2 separate regions of the Mus musculus genome follow, and region 2 is linked to region 1. Evidence: chromatin contacts called from public Hi-C data. All regions are on one chromosome and are shown on one strand. The core of a region is the stretch at or near the end of the contact, and the rest is flanking DNA. Distances in the headings are between cores, read along the strand shown.

Region 1 (7,839 bases), core at 1,888-4,387:
GTGTCATTGTCCTTCCTTGAAATATCTTGTTTGACTAGTACTTCTGATTGTTGACTGGTTACACAAGAGCCCGCAACAGCAGTGACTTCAGGCCAATCAGACGAACTCTCACTCAGTGTGAGGATGAAAGGTCTCTTAAATGTTCAACTTTAAGAGTTAATAAGCACTCTACGGGAAAACCAGGGAAAGGGTTTCTTTTGTTTGTTTTTGTTCTTATTTTTAAGTCAAGATTCCATGCAGTCAGGCTGACGTTGGTTTCCTGCCCCTGCCTCTCAAGTGCTGGATTTTTGAGTGTGCATCATCATGACCAGCTACCGAGGAGGTTTGCTTGTTTTTTGTTTTTATTTTTCCAGGCAGGGTTTTTCTGTGTAGTCCTGGCTATCCTGAAAGACATAGGCTACCACCACTTGGCTAACAAAAGATTAATGTTTAATTTTTTTAGTTTTAAAACCCAGTTTAGATGACTCTCTGGTGTAATAAATAATTTAGGAGACTAAATGTATCACACAAAGTCTACATGGCCCTTCTAAAAATCATTAGGTGTGCCTTAAATATTATTCCACTGAAGTCTCTAACTGAATGGGAGTGGAACAAAAGGATACTGAAAAGTATTCAAATTATTAAGGACTTTCTCTCAGCACATCTTAATCCCAGAACTCAGGAGATTGAGGCAGATTAATCTCTGAATTTTTAGAGCCTGATCCACAGAGTTTCAGGACAGCCAGGGCTACACAAAGAAACTACGTCTTGGGTGAGGGTATGTTCTAAGAACTGTGGCTCTCAGGTTTAACTTTCCTAGGCAATATTAAGCTGTAGACTCAAACAAACCCTTGGGTATGCTTAGATGATAGAGAACTAAAGCAGCTTGAGGTACTGAAGGAGCCTGACATACAAACCTGTGTGAACTTTGGCCAAATAGTAAAACAACTGTTTTAGGTTTCTTTTCTCCATTCCTTAATTTATCAAAGTTCTTCTTCTTCTCCTTCTCCTTCTCCTTCTTCTTCCTTTCTGACATAGTGGCATAATGTAGTAACTGAACTAAAAAATGAAAACTATATGAAACATACATTTCAGATTATTGATCTGATAGCATTAAGAAATGTCACACAAGGCTGGGTGTGGTGGTGCACACCTTTAATCCCAGCACTCAGGAGGCAGAGGCAGGCAGATTTCTGAGTTCGAGGCCAGCCTGGTCTACAGAGTAAGTTCCAGGACAGCCAGGGCTACACAGAGAAAACCTGTCTCGAAAAACAAAAACAAAAACAAATAAACAAACAAACAAAAAGGATACCTTTTGAGACAAGGACTTATTGTGTAGCTCTGGCTGTCCTGGAATTCACATAGACCAGACTGGCCTTGAATTCACAGAAATCTGTCTGCCTCCGCCTCTGGAGTGCTGGGAGGAAATGTGTGTAATCATCACCCAGTCCCCAGTGAAGTTTTTAGTAAAACTGAGACAGTTAATCTTTGCTCTGAGCAAACCAAAGGAAACAGGAAGTAGGTAAGCACACCAAGAACCATCAGATCACTGCTCCTGCAACAACAGCAACAAAGCTTTAAAGCAAACTAAGGTGTCTTGCAGCATCCTGGAGAGGTCCCAGAAACTTGTGGATACAACCTCAGGTGCTCAAATCTCTTATACAAAATGCAGCTCTTGTAAATGACCTATGTATCTCCCCCACACCCTTCAAACTGTCTCCTGATTATATTATTTATACTGCTTAGTACAATGGAAATAACCACTTAAAAGATAATGATGAGAAATTGTCTCCGTGTTTACTAGCTCAGAAGCAATTTTTTCCCCTGAATATTTTCAATTGTATGTTGAAGGTTCAGTTGTAGCACTATTTAAACCGAGTTCTAGAGTAGAAATAAAGGAACTAACACATCTAACTGTGATAATCTAAACAGGAGTGGGGAAAAAGAAAGAAAAAGGACTCCATGATTATCCCCAACACTGTGATGAACATTTTACCCAACAGAACGTTTAAGACAACAGGCTAAGCCTCTCTATGACAGACTCTTTTCCATTTGAATGGGGTTGAAGGTAAACTTAGGCTGCTAAAGCAAGATACAAACCTAAGGATTCTAGAGGCCTTAAGAATTTGAGATCAGCTAGGCTGTGGTGGCCCAGGCCTTTAATTACAACACCCAGGAGGCAAGAGGATTTATACAAGTTTGAGGGGAGCCTGGTCTACACAGAGAAACCCTGTCTGGAAAACCCGGGGCCGGGAAATCCAAGATCACAGAAGAACATACTGGAGCAAGTCAAAACTGTAGACAAAGACTTTTTAAAAGTAGGTACTGTCAGATAGTCTGGATTTCAAACACAATTTCAAAATGTAGATGCTATATAATCATTTTTTTTGTAAATTTGCAAAATTACACACTTATAAAAGAAAATTTGTAAAATATAGAAAAGAAAAAATCCTGCCTACAGTCAATCAATGGAGGTTAGCATCTTACGCTTTATAGTTGAATTCTACACTTTGTATTCTCTGTACTGCTTTGGTGTCTTTGAGTTACTAATTATTGTTTATTTATTGAGACAGGTTCTCTATGGATTTCCTGCTGGCCTCTTAAGTAGCTCAGACTGGCCTTGTAATTTCAATTACTCTGCCTTTACCTTTCAAGGGCTGACATTACACATAGTCTCAACGAGAATTTCCTTGGCAGGTTAAAACTAATACCCCTTTTTAAACAAGTGGTATTATGTTCTGGTTTTTGATTACCAAGTTTAAAAAAAAAGAATCACTGTCATGTTTTACAATAACCTTCCCAAACCAATGTGAAGTAGACAGAAAAATAAATGAAAATCGATCAGAAGCGAGGGATTAGGGCTAAACTAGGTTGCATCATCATCATCATCATCATTATTATTATTATTATATCAAATGGGTCGCATGTTATACCTCACTTAAATTCATAGAGGCACACTGAGTGGCGAGTTAAAATTCAATAGGGATCTGCATCCTTTTAAACATGTGGACTCCAGGACGCTACAACTCCCTTCAGAAGAGGCGTAGGCGTCATAAGAAAAGTCAACCCGGCGCCGAAATTACAGGTAGCCCAGGTCACCGAGTCCGACCTGACGGCTCCAGAAGTCTCCATGATAACCACAACAGGAAGTGTGCGCCAACAGAAGCGTCCTCCCGGGGAAGCGAAGACGCTACCGTCCTAGTGCGCAGACGTCGCTCCGGGCCGCGCATGCGCTCACGTAGCCGCGCGCCCGGCCTAAAGCCCTCACTTTGTCGTCACAGGGCAGATGATCAGGGTGCGTCCGTCTTTTTCCTCCCCCTTCCATCCTCCTCCCCCTCCCCTCCCCTCGTCCCTCAATCATCTCCCCATTTCCTCTCTCTCCCTCCCTGGGGCGTCTCCTAAAGACGCCCGCTTCCGGTCAGCGGCCGGCCGCAGAAGCGTGTCCCGCCTCTTCCGCCTCCCCGGTGGCGGCGCGGGTGGCGGAGGCGGTAGCGGCAGCGGTGACTGCGCGTCTCCTGTCAGGGTCGGCGGCACGCAAGTCCCCTGGGCGGCCCAGCTGGACGTGGCCGAGCCGAAGCCCGGGGGCCGATGGCGATGAACTATAGCGCGAAGGATGAGGTGGACGGCGGGCCCGCGGGTCCTCCCGGGGGCGCCGCCAAGACCCGGAGGCCGGATAACACGGCCTTCAAACAGCAACGGCTACCCGCCTGGCAGCCCATCCTCACGGCCGGCACGGTGCTGCCCACCTTCTTCATCATCGGCCTCATCTTCATCCCCATCGGCATCGGCATCTTCGTCACCTCCAACAACATCCGTGAGATCGAGGTGAGGGAGGGGCGTGGCAGTGATCCCCCGGCTCCCAGAAGGTGACAGGCGGGCCCCGCCCTCTGGTGCCTTCTCGGTTTCTTCTGTGGCTTTTCTGAGTTTGCAGTTTTGTGGGCTCGCTTCCTTTGGCTCTCGGTTTACCTGGCTGGAAATGGAATGAATACAGCTAGAATGTCGGGTGGACGAGACTTTTTTTGGAGGCGCTTTGCGTGGGTTTCCGAGAGGTAGAGTGAATGTCTTTTAGGAGGAGATAAGAGGAAAAAGAGTTAGATTTACGTGTTTAACTCTGAGGCAACTCACAGGGGCAGACTGTTGTTATTTGGGCGGGGGTTATTCTGGGACACAGAGATTAACAAATTGGTTGGGTGTAGGACCCGGAGTCAATAAAGGTATTGATTCTTCTGTGAAGAAATTAAGTCATACAGAGCGCACACAAGTAACTTTGATTTTGAGCTAATTAGATATTTTTAGTTGTTGGCCACGATATAGTTAAAGGCATGAAACTTCAGTTCTGGTTTGTTTTTAGGCGGTATTCATTTCTAATTATGCCCCACAGTGGTCCTAATTCCTCCTGCTTGATTTTTAAAATATGCATATCAATGATTCCACACGAAATAAGTTGGAAACTAGCTATAAACGATTTCACTGGCATTACTTTTTTTTTTTTGGAATATCCTACTTAGATGTGATAGAAACACTCTACTGAGGGAAACATTTTGATTTGTGTTGGTGCAGTAATCACTGCATTTTTATCCGTCCGCATCAGTAAAGATGGGTTTATAGCAGGATGTGAGTACTGTGTGGCGGACAGTATTGGACGTCCACAAGTCCTCCATCAAATTAAGGGAGTTTTCATCTGTTTGAACTGGCAAGATCGATGTTGAGTAACCTTGCTTTCTTCTGTTGTAAAGATATATTTTTGTGTACTTAATTTAAAAATAAATACTACATTTAATTGGACGTCCCCAGTCATTTTAGCTAGGGACTTTGGTGACTTTGTTCAGTTTACTAAAGTAAGCTGGTTTATATATATATATATATATATATATATATATATACATACATACACACACACACACATATATATATATATTTTAACTGCACAGTGCTTCAGTATTAATGACAGTAAGAATAGTATCTAGAGTGTATTTTAAAAATCTTTTATTAAATTTTATTTTGACTAGAGCAAGCTCACAGCGTATGTTTTTGGTATATATTTTATCTTCGTGGTTTTAGCCTTGTGATATACTCAAAGGTAGCCCAAAATGCTCCAAAATGTAAATGAAGCTCTGGGCCAAACAGGTTGGGCAGGAGAAAAGTTTTGATTTTAGAATATTTTGGATTGTAGAGTTTGAGATTAGGTATGCTCAACTGGAGAAAACTATACAAACGTACAGAATGTTTTAAAAAAAAAAAAAAAAACTTCTCGGATGTAAAACACTTCTGTTCCCTGTCATACCTAAACCCTGAGCTCTGCAGCTTTAATTAGATTTCAGGGGGGGTAATTGACTTACTTTCTCTGAAGGTTAGTTTCTTCATCTCTAAAATAAATAGGATAATGAATTTCTTCTAAGATTTTACACTTAGATGCAAAATAGATGTGCGTTATGACCCATCAGCAGGAGATGAGAGCTAAGGACCAGCCTGAGGGATGGCTGGACTGTTGGGAGTGTTAATGTCCTGATTCCAAGGTGTAAACTCTCACACTACATCATGACCCTTACTGAGATGATAGGAAAGATAATGGGATACCTCCTAAGCATTAGACCTTTGCACCATCTCCTTTAAACTTGATATTAAGATGAAAGCAATGATGATTTAGATTGTGTATGAATATTTACTAAATTGTTAAAAAACTAGTACTGTTTACTACAGTTGGAAAATAATTTTCTTTAAAACTTTTGGGTTCTGAAAAGTAAAGTAAGGTTCTGTAAACTTAGTGATTAGTGAAATGGAAATTTCTTGTGCTTAGTGTGCCCCTGATTTTAAGAGTGTATTGTAGTGGCACAGAGGGACATTGGAGTTAAGAGCTGGCCTAGAGCGAAAGTTCCAGCTCTCACTAGGTGGTGATGGAACCCTTTTTTTTGTGAGCTGCTCTTAATACTACAAAGATTTAGAGTGGATGATCCTTAAGATGCCATTCACTTCTGAAAGTCTGTGACTCACAACTTAATTTTGATTTAAAATAATGCTATGTTCAAAAAGCCATAATTGAAATGAGAGAAAATGAAAATTAGGAGTTACTGGAAATTTTGTATTAACACCAACACATGCAGATAGAATGATTAAAATTTGAGTGTTGGATATGTAGCAAATGATTTCAAATTAGGTCTGGAGTTATTAGAAAAACCTAGAGAGCTTTTTCGACATACAAGTTTGTATGCTTGTTCTTTATTCTCTGTGTGTGCTGGAGATTGAACTCTGGGCCACGAGGAAGTGCTGTCCCACTAAGTCCTCTACCTTCTGTTAGCTGCTAGCTTAGGCTAAACGCCTTTGAGGATAATTAAAAGTGAACAGGAGGAACTGGAGAGCTGGTTCAGCACTTAAGAGCACTGGCTTCCTTTGCAAGAGTACCCAGGTTTGATTTCTAGTGCCTACATGGTGGCTCACAACTGTCTTTAACTACAGTTCTAAGTCATCCCATGTCCCCTTGCAGCCTCAGCAAGCATCAGATACCCATTTGGTCCACCCACATACATGAGAAGCAGAGGTTGGTGGATCTCTGGGCCTGGTCTACATAGTGAGTTCTAGAATAGGACTAAATGAATGATACTGTATCACAGAAAGGAAGGAAGGAAGGAAGGAAGGAAGGAAGGAAGGAAGGAAGGAAGGAAAAGAAAGAAGAAAGAAAGAGATAAAATAAAGGTAAACAGGATGTGAGCAGTTCTCCCCCACACTGATTCCTGCTGTCTGTTTTACATGGTTTAAGTTTCTTTTTGAAAACTCAGTAGTCCACGTGCAGTATAGTTCAGCTTACTAGGGCAGAAGACTTATAAATCAAGATGTTTGGTATGGCGTGTTTGCTTAGAACTTGGAAAATTGAAAGTAAAACTAATAGACTTTTCACATTTTCCCAGAAAAGCTGCTTTTATGTTTGGATACTCATAGTTAGTATCCTATTACCTTCCCTTGTTAAGTTTATGAATCTCTCTTAGTTGGTTTTTAGATTTTCTAAGTAAAGTGAGTTTTTTAGAAAAGTACCACTGATAATTTTAGTAACCATTAAAATATTTCAATTATGAATTTATTTATTGAAGACTTGTATAATGTCTTTATTATTTGCAGCAAAGACTGAATATTTCTTTTAATTTGACAACAATTAAGAGTCAAGCATGTTCCCACCACAAGGCAATGAATGACTCCTCTAAGGCTCTTGGCTAGGCCAAAATATTCAGCTAACTTGAAAGTACCACCTTTGTAACTTCTGTAAAAGCATTATCAGTGTGAAGTGATATAATTGTAAGTTAATGCTTCAAGCTGGGCAGTGGTGGTGCATGCCTTTAATCCCAGCAGTTGGGAGGCAGAGGTAGAGAGAGAGGCAGAGGCAGAGAGAGAGGTAGAGGCAGAGAGAGAGGCAGGCAGAGGCAGAGAGAGGTAGAGGCAGAGAGAGGCAGAGAGAGAGAGGTAGAGGCAGAGGCAGAGGCATAGGCAGAGAGAGGCGCAGAGGCAGAGAGAGAGGCAGAGAAAGGCAGAGAGAGAGGCAGAGAAAGGCAGAGGCAGAGAGAGGCGCAGAGAGGCAGAGGCAGGCGGATTTCTGAGTTCAAGGCCAGAAATCTGGTCTACAGAGTAAGTTCCAGGATAGCCAGGGATACACAGAGAAACCCTGTCTGGAAAAAACAAACAAACAAGCAGAATGCTTAGGGAGCTGGGTCAGGTGTCCGGTTCCTATAGCCCCAGATAGTTTAGGGAGACTTGAGGTAGTAGACTGCTTGACTGTAGTAATTCAGTGCATAGACCTAGTATCCAAAAACAGTAAAAGAAAATTAATCAATGGTTAGACTCAAATTTGGGTGTACTTTTTAAAAACAACATTTA
Region 2 (7,839 bases), core at 3,132-5,631, 6.7 Mb before region 1:
TTTAACAGTACTGCAATGAAACCCAGGGCCTCAGGCATGCTTGGTAAGCATTCTACCATATACTTGCATTAGAAACTGGGCTCTCAGCTGGGCGTGGTGGCGCATGTTTTTAGTCCCAGCACTCGGGAGGCAGAGGCAGGTGGATTTCAGAGTTTGAGGTCAGCCTGGTCTACAAAGTGAGTTCCAGGACAGCCAGAGCTATACAGAGAAGCCCTGTCTCGAGGAAAACAAAAAACAAAAACAAACAAACAAACAAAAAACAAAAAGGAAAGGAAAGGAAAGGAAAGGAAAGAAACAAACTGGGCTCTCTGGTTAGTTAAATTTGGGAAATGTTATTTAAACCTTCCTTTGGAAATTATATGCATGCAAGCATAGCATGAAGTCTTTGAGGAGCTGCCTTCACAAGCAAACCAAAGTTAAACTTGGGGGAAGGAGGTGTGGCTTGGTGGTAGAGTGTTTGCCTTGTATTGGAAATACCTCAGGTTTGATCTCCAAACAAACAAAAGTTAAGGTTGGTTAAATCTAGTGTGTTGCCACATGATTTGACATGGAACACTGTTTAAGGGAAGTAAACTATTGCTTTAGTACAGTCTTGATGGGAAATAGCAATTTTGAAAATCATGAGCTCTTCAAATCCCTGAGGCTGTTCATGTGCCAGGCCCAAGGTTTCATTCCTTCCCAGCACCCCAAGAAAAAAAGTTTACAGTGGGAGCACAGGCTTGTGGTAGAATCTAACTAAGCATGCACAAGGAATCGCAGTACCACTAAAACAAAACAACAAAACTAGACACCAGAATACAGACAGTAACTGAGGGGTAGAGAGATCATACCCAGTTAGCAGCAAAAACAGAGCTTTGAACCTTAGCCCTCAAGCCCCAGGCTACAGTTGTTTCTACTATTGGAATTACAAAGTAGGGCTCTTCACAACAGATGGGAAAGCAATTAAATTTAACCTTTGGGTCATGGTGTCACATTTTTGGTCTATGTTTCCTTCAGTTTTAAAAATTCTTTATTAAAAATTGGGTCCCCAAAAGGGGGTTGCTTTTAGCAGTTCTGAGGAATGACAAAGTTTAATTAGAAGTAACCATTACAACAAGGAATTCAGACTACCTGGGCTATAATTTCTGTCAGCTCAACGAACCAAGGGATTGATAATCCTGTGACTTACTTAGCACATAGCCTAGCACATAGCGACGCCATGCTAATACGAATACAACTAACCTCAAAGTGGCAAGACCTTAACACCTACATATGGGGCTATCATCTCCAGAATGAAAAGTTTTGACCCTATAGTTGCGAGCTACTAAATGAGGTTGACTCCTGTATTTTTCCGATCAAAAAAAAAAAAAAAAAAAAAAGAGAAGAAAAAAAAATGTGTTTGTTGACTACAATCTCTAAATCTGAGTTTTCTTCAACTCCACAGAACTCCGAGATAATATAAGAATTAACAAGACACAATTTGCTTGGGGAGGAGAAAGTACAGTTGCGTGCTATTCCCTCCTCAACAGGATGAGGGTGAGGTTAAGTACAGCGATGGGGCAACTTTCAAAGCCTTGGAAATCAAAGGTGAGGACTGTTAACAACTTCCGTGTGCTAGCTCGGCTTCCTCTTGGTGAACTTGGCTCTGCTTCCCAACCCTCTGCACCGGCACATCGGCGGGCCTCGGTGTCGCCTCGATCCTAAAAGGGACCCACCGGGCTGGCGAGGCAACGGGGTGCCGGGAAGCCTCCAACAAAGGCGCCGGGCACCCGCGCCCAGGTGACACCACCCCTCAGCCCCGTGCCGGCTCTGCCCGCCGAAGGCCACGGGCGGACAGGCCCCGGGTCCCACCGCTCGCCCCGGGCAGGTCAGGGCCCGTTTCCCTCCACCCAGAGGCGGGCTCAGGTGGGGGCCGGGCGGTGACACCCCGACGCCACCACCGCAGGCCAAGCCCGGAGACGCTCGCCCGAACCGTGCCGCGTCTCGCCGCGCGACCGCGCCGGGGGCGGGGACGCTGTTACCTGCCGCGGGCTCTGCTGCTCCCCGCTGGCGCCGCTCTCTTGGCAACCGCGGCAGCCGCACGAAGGCCGCCAGCCCAGGGCCTAGTGACAGCTACCAGCGTGCACCGCGCGCGCCCACGCCGGCGTCGACGTCGGCGGCCTCCGTCCCCGCCCCCGTCCCCGTCCGCTGCTCGGCGGCCACGGCTAGCCGGCGCCACAGCGCCCTCGTGCGGGCGACCGGAGAGACGGCGGAGGGAAGGCGGGAAAGGTGTGAGCAAGGAGCCAGCGAACCATCATTTTGATGGAATGGGGGAATTGAAAACAGTTTTGAAGTATTATTTAAGTACGATCATCTGGATCCACCAGCACTTTATGCGCGTCATTTCAGGCACAGTTTGTGTGAAACCGAGAGCCAGTTTAGCACTTTTTTTTGTATCTAGCCGTCTTTCAAACGCGTATTCGAAAGGGTTGTTGTCTTTACAAGTGTTTTTGCGTGTTCTAGTTTTAAACCATATATGAGGAGCACGCTAATCTGAGGACGCTGTGTATTTTGCTAGGTGTCAATATTAAGTATTGCCAAAATTTAAGTAATATTCTGTGTTAAAAGTATAAGAGAACAATTGTCCTTCAAATAAATGAGTTGCCACCAAATAGTAGTTACCTTTGCTTTTTTTCAAAAATTATTTACTTATATTTTATATGGGAGTGCCACAGGTATGTGTGTGCATGCATGGAGCCCAGAAAAAGAGGTCAGATGCTCTGAAGTTGCAAGCAATTATGAGTGCTATAAACCTAGCTTCCCAGTCCTGTGAAACAGCAACCAAGTGCTCTTAACCACAAAGCCAACCCTCCATCCCAAAGCTTTTACTTTTTAAAGCTATTATTCCCTCTTATGATCTCAAATTGTTGGAATGAAACAGGAATTTATATAGCAACATGATAAACTTTAAAACACCTCAAAGGTTGATATTAGAAAAGTTATCTGAAATCACATTTTCAGTATACTTAAGACCAGTTTTTGTTTTGAGACAGTCTTGCCACATAGCTCTAGACGGCCCTGTACTCACATAGCCCAAACTGACCTTGAACTTTCAGCAATCCTGCCTCAGTCTCCTAAATGCTGGGGTTGCAGATATACGCCATCCTCTTTGGATTAAACCTATTTAGAAATGCTTCCAGTTTGTTCAATGTCAGATAATTATAACTATGAAATTATGAAATGGAACATCAATAAACAGGATTTCAGTCCTGGCTAGTTTTATGTCAACTTGACACAAGATAGAGTCTTCTGAAAGGAGGGAACCTCAATTGAGAAAATGCTTCCATAAGACCTAACTGTAACTCGTTTTTTAAAATAGTGATTGACCTAGGAGGGCCTAGCCTATGTTGGGTGGTGCTATCCCTGCCTGGGTCGGTGATCCTCGGTTCTATGGGGAAGCAGGTTCAGTGAAACCATGGGAGCAAGCCAGTAAACTCACCCTCCCATAGCTTCTGCATCAGCTCCCCCTCTCGGTTTCTGCCCTGTTTGGGTTCCTGTCCTGACATCCCTCAATGATGAACAGTGGTATAGAAGTGTAAGCTGAACACATGCTTTCCTCCCCAAATGCCTTTGGTACTGTTGCTTCATCACAGCAAAAGCAACCTTAACTAAGACAATCCCCATTATACAAGCTATGTTTTAAATAACAGCTTTCCATTCTTAAAAGGTGTCCAACTGAAATCCTATGGCCTGATATATTTGTTTATACCACACTAGATCTTTTACTGCATCAAACTTTCGAAATGTATCTTGTAGGAGCAATTAAGTTATGACTTCTTTTATTTCTGCAGTATAGTGGGAATGTATATCAGAAATTACTCATTTCCTTTTAGCTTCTCAAAAGTTACATGAATGGTCAGTCAAGATACAAGTCCACCAGTCTTTTAGTGGTTACACTGGTTTTTGCAACTGTTTCAGTCTTGGAAGTACCATATCTAGCGCGAAATGTAATGGCCAATCAATTGTGGATATTTTTGGATACATCATACGGAAGCTAATAAACTGTTCTAGTTCAAATAAAGGAGACTCCGATAAAGTGGGCTTTGGGGCTCTGGACCTATGGGAAGTACCACCTGTACAGCTTCTGCTCCATTATCTACCTCATCCTACTCAACTATCCAGAGAAGAGCTTCCCCTGGCCCAAACTGAGCTTTCTGTTCATTTCAGGGAAAGAAATGCTCGTAGTCATAGTCAAGCCCATCCAACATCCTTCCAGTGGAGGTCAGCTCTGCTCTCTGGGTCGCACCTGTCCTACTAGAGCGGCCACTGGGGCAAGGTCGGCGCCTCGGCAGTGCGCTCTCTTCCCGGTAGGTGGCGCTCTAGCCGACAGACGGCCGCCGCCGGATCCCTTCGCGCTACCTTGGCCTGGGAGCCAGCCGCCTGCTACGGCCGCACGTGCTCCCACCCTGTCCGGGTTCTAGTAACTGTGGGCTCGGTCCCGCGTGGGTCCCTGAGTCGGCCATGGCGGTGGCTGCGGCGGAAACGCGCGTGTTCCTGGAAGTGCGGAGACGGCTGCAGAGTGCGCTGCTAATCCTGGGGTAAGGGAGGGAGCACCGGTGCGCGGGACCGCGTGCATGGGCCAGGCGCGCGGCCCGGAGCCTGGTGCGCGTGTGCGTGGCACAGGAGCGCGGATGCGCGGGACCGAGGGAGCGAGCGCGCCGGGCAGTAGGCGCGTGCGCGGGACAATGTGCGCGTGCGCGGGGCGAGATGGGTTGCCCTGGCGAGCATTTTAGCCGCTGAACCATCTCCCCAGCCTGTCTGCGAACTTTAAATTTCATATTTACTACACAAACAAGAAACTTTTAGGGGGTAAAATGCTCCTTTTTGCTAATGGTCAGCAATTTTAATGGTTTGTGATCTCTTCGTGGGTTTTGCCTAGTTCTTAGTGACAAATGTATCAAATAGATGTGAAAATGTACTACAGAGCAGCACAGTTGTATTTTTTTTTTTCCTTAGCTTCGCCTTTTTTCCTAAAATCTGACAAGTAGCTAAAGTGGCAGTTTTGCATGCGGCCTGAGGACTGAACTCAAATCCTACCTTTCTCACATGGGCAGAATTACCTGGATTTCTTCAGTTTTAAGATTGGGATTGAGTCTAGGCTCAGTACAATTCATTTGTGTAGCTTGTACAGATCTTGAATACTCCCCAGTATGGGGATGAAGGGTGGGGAGGAGTGAGATCAATATCCACAATTTCTGTCCACTGTGTTTGGTAATTAAGAATACACACATTACCAAATACAGCTGCCTAATCCCTCGTACCAAACAAACTCTGTGAGAAACCTACTTTGCTAGACTGCCTGTTTGTCTCTCTGATCTTTTGACTGTTGACTTCTAACACAGCTCAGTCCCTTATCCTACTAAGAGAACCATGGTCTGGTCCCATTCAACCAATCTACACAATATCCCTGTTTCTCGAACTGTGTTGACATGTGTATTAGTCAGGGTCCTCTAGAGTAACTGAATTGATTGAATGAATCTGTCTATAAATAGAAAGAGGATTTATTAGAACGACTTAACAGCTTGCAGTCCAGCCAGTCCAACAGTGGCTATGAATGAATGTTGAGTCCAAAAATCCAGTGTTTGCTCAGTCCGTGAGGCTGTGTGTCTCAGCTGGTCTTCAGTGCACTTCCTAATGACAGTGAGAGGGAGGGCAAGCAAGCAAAGAGCTTCTTTCTTCCATGTCCTCTTCCCACAGAAGTTGTGGCTTATATTTGAGGTGGCTCTTCCCAGCTCAAAAGATCCGGATAAAGGAATGTCTTCCTACCTCAAAGGTAGGAAGTGAGTCTTCCTACTTCCAATTAAGTAAAAAAATCCCTCACCATGTGCCCTCCATGTTGGGGTTTTAATTAATTCCCGACGTATGTCAAGCTGACATAGCCAACTGATGTTTTGAAATTGATGTTTCAATCTGCCTTTCCCAACATGTTTTTGTTGTTTTGTTTTGTAAGACAGGGCCTAATAATGTATTCATGGCTGGTGTGGTTTACTATGTAACCAGTCTGACCTTGAACTCATAGATCTGCCTGCTTGCCTGTGCTTTCACAGGGCTGGGAACATCCAACAAGGCTTTGAGATTCATATTTCATCTCTGTGGTAGCTTAAATGAGTATTTCTTTCCCGTTTCTTTTTTTCTTCTTCTAAATTTACAAATCTTTTCTTTTTTTTTTTCTTTTTTTCTTTTTTTTTTAATTAGGTATTTTCCTCATTTACATTTTCAATGCTATCCCAAAGGTCCCCCATACCCACCTCCCCAATCCCCTACACACCCACTCCCCCTTTTTGGCCCTGGCGTTCCCCTGTACTGGGGCATATAAAGTTTGCAAGTCCAATAGGCCTCTCTTTGCAGTGATGGCCGACTAGGCCATCTTTTGATACATATGCAGCTAAAGACAAGAGCTCCCGGGTACTGGTTAGTTCATATTGTTGTTCCACCTATAGGGTTGCAGTTCCCTTTAGCTCCTTGGGTAATTTCTCTAGCTCCTCCATTAGGGGCCGTGTGACCCATCCAATAGCTGACTGTGATCATCCACTTCTGTGTTTGCTAGGCCCCGGCATAGTCTCACAAGAGACAGCTATATCTGGGTCCTTTCAGTGAAATCTTGCTAGTGTATGCAATGGTGTCAGCATTTGGAAGCTGATTATGGGATGGATCCCTGCATATGGCAATCACTAGATGGTCCATCCTTTCGTCACAGCTCCAAATTTTGTCTCTGTAACTCCTTCTATGGGTATTTTGTTCCCATTTCTAAGAAAGGGTAAAGTGTCCACACTTTGGTCTTCGTTCTTCTTGAATTTCATGCGTTTGGCAAGTTGTATCTTATATCTTGGGAATCCTAAGTTTCTGGGCTAATATCCACTTATCAGTGAGTACATATTGTGCAAGTTCCTTTGTGATTGGGTTACTTCACTCAGGATGATACCCTCCAGGTCCATCCATTTGCCTAGGAATTTCATAAATTCATTTTTTTAATAGCTGAGTAGTATTCCATTGTGTAAATGTACCACATTTTCTGTATCCATTCCTCTGTTGAGGGGCATCTGGGTTCTTTCCAGCTCCTGGCTATTATAAACAAGGCTGCTATGAACATAGTGGAGCATGTGTTCTTCTTACCGGTCGGGACATCTTCTGGATATATGCCCAGGAGAGGTATTGCGGGATCCTCCGGTAGTACTATGTCCAATTTTCTGAGGAACCGCCAGACTGATTTCCAGAGTGGTTGTACAAGCTTGCAATCCCACCAACAATGGAGGAGTGTTCCCCTTTCTCCACATCCTCACCAGCATCTGCTGTCACCTGAGTTTTTGATCTTTGCCATTCTGACTGGAGTGAAGTGGAATCTCAGTGTTGTTTTGATTTGCATTTCCCTGATGATTAAGGATGTTGAACATTTTTTCAGGTGCTTCTCTGCCATTCAGTATTCCTCACGTGAGAATTCTTTGTTCAGCTCTGGGCCCCATTTTTTAATGGGGTTATTTGATTTTCTGGAGTCCACCTTCTTGAGTTCTTTATATATATTGGATATTAGTCCCCTATCCGATTTGGGATAGGTAAAGATCCTTTCCCAATCTGTTGGTGGCCTTTTTGTCTTATTGACGGTGTCTTTTGCTTTGCAGAAGCTTTGCAATTTTATGAGGTCCCATTTATCGATTCTTGATCTTACAGCACAAGCCATTGCTGTTCTATTCAGGAATTTTTCCCCTGTACCCAAATCTTCGAGGGTGTTCCCTACTTTCTCCTCTATAAGTTTCAGTGTTTCTGGTTTTATGTGGAGTTCCTTAATCCACTTAGATTTGACCTTAGTACAAGGAGATAGAAATG

What was found. A called contact is a pair of places that touch in the nucleus more often than the background predicts.
Region 2: a Hi-C map of CD8 T cells shows a contact between it and region 1, with 7 times the contacts expected there. The contact joins the promoter of Ube2cbp here to the promoter of 4930429F24Rik in region 1. A contact is called at or near these places in 1 of 39 promoter capture datasets (erythroid cells) and 1 of 484 Hi-C or Micro-C datasets (CD8 T cells).

Annotation. Positions count from the first base shown.
Region 1 is chr9:79,788,939-79,796,777 of GRCm38.p6, reverse strand. It overlaps 4930429F24Rik (RIKEN cDNA 4930429F24 gene), which reads right to left and starts at 3,137. Exons shown (of 3, transcript NR_040734.1): 1 at 2,913-3,137; 2 at 893-1,038. It overlaps Tmem30a (transmembrane protein 30A), which reads left to right and starts at 3,348. Exons shown (of 7, transcript NM_133718.4): 1 at 3,348-3,804. The coding sequence starts at 3,568.
Region 2 is chr9:86,461,458-86,469,296 of GRCm38.p6, reverse strand. It overlaps Ube2cbp (ubiquitin-conjugating enzyme E2C binding protein), which reads left to right and starts at 4,381. Exons shown (of 10, transcript NM_027394.2): 1 at 4,381-4,556. The coding sequence starts at 4,480. Dop1a (DOP1 leucine zipper like protein A) reads right to left here and starts at 2,143. Exons shown (of 39, transcript NM_177208.3): 1 at 2,001-2,143.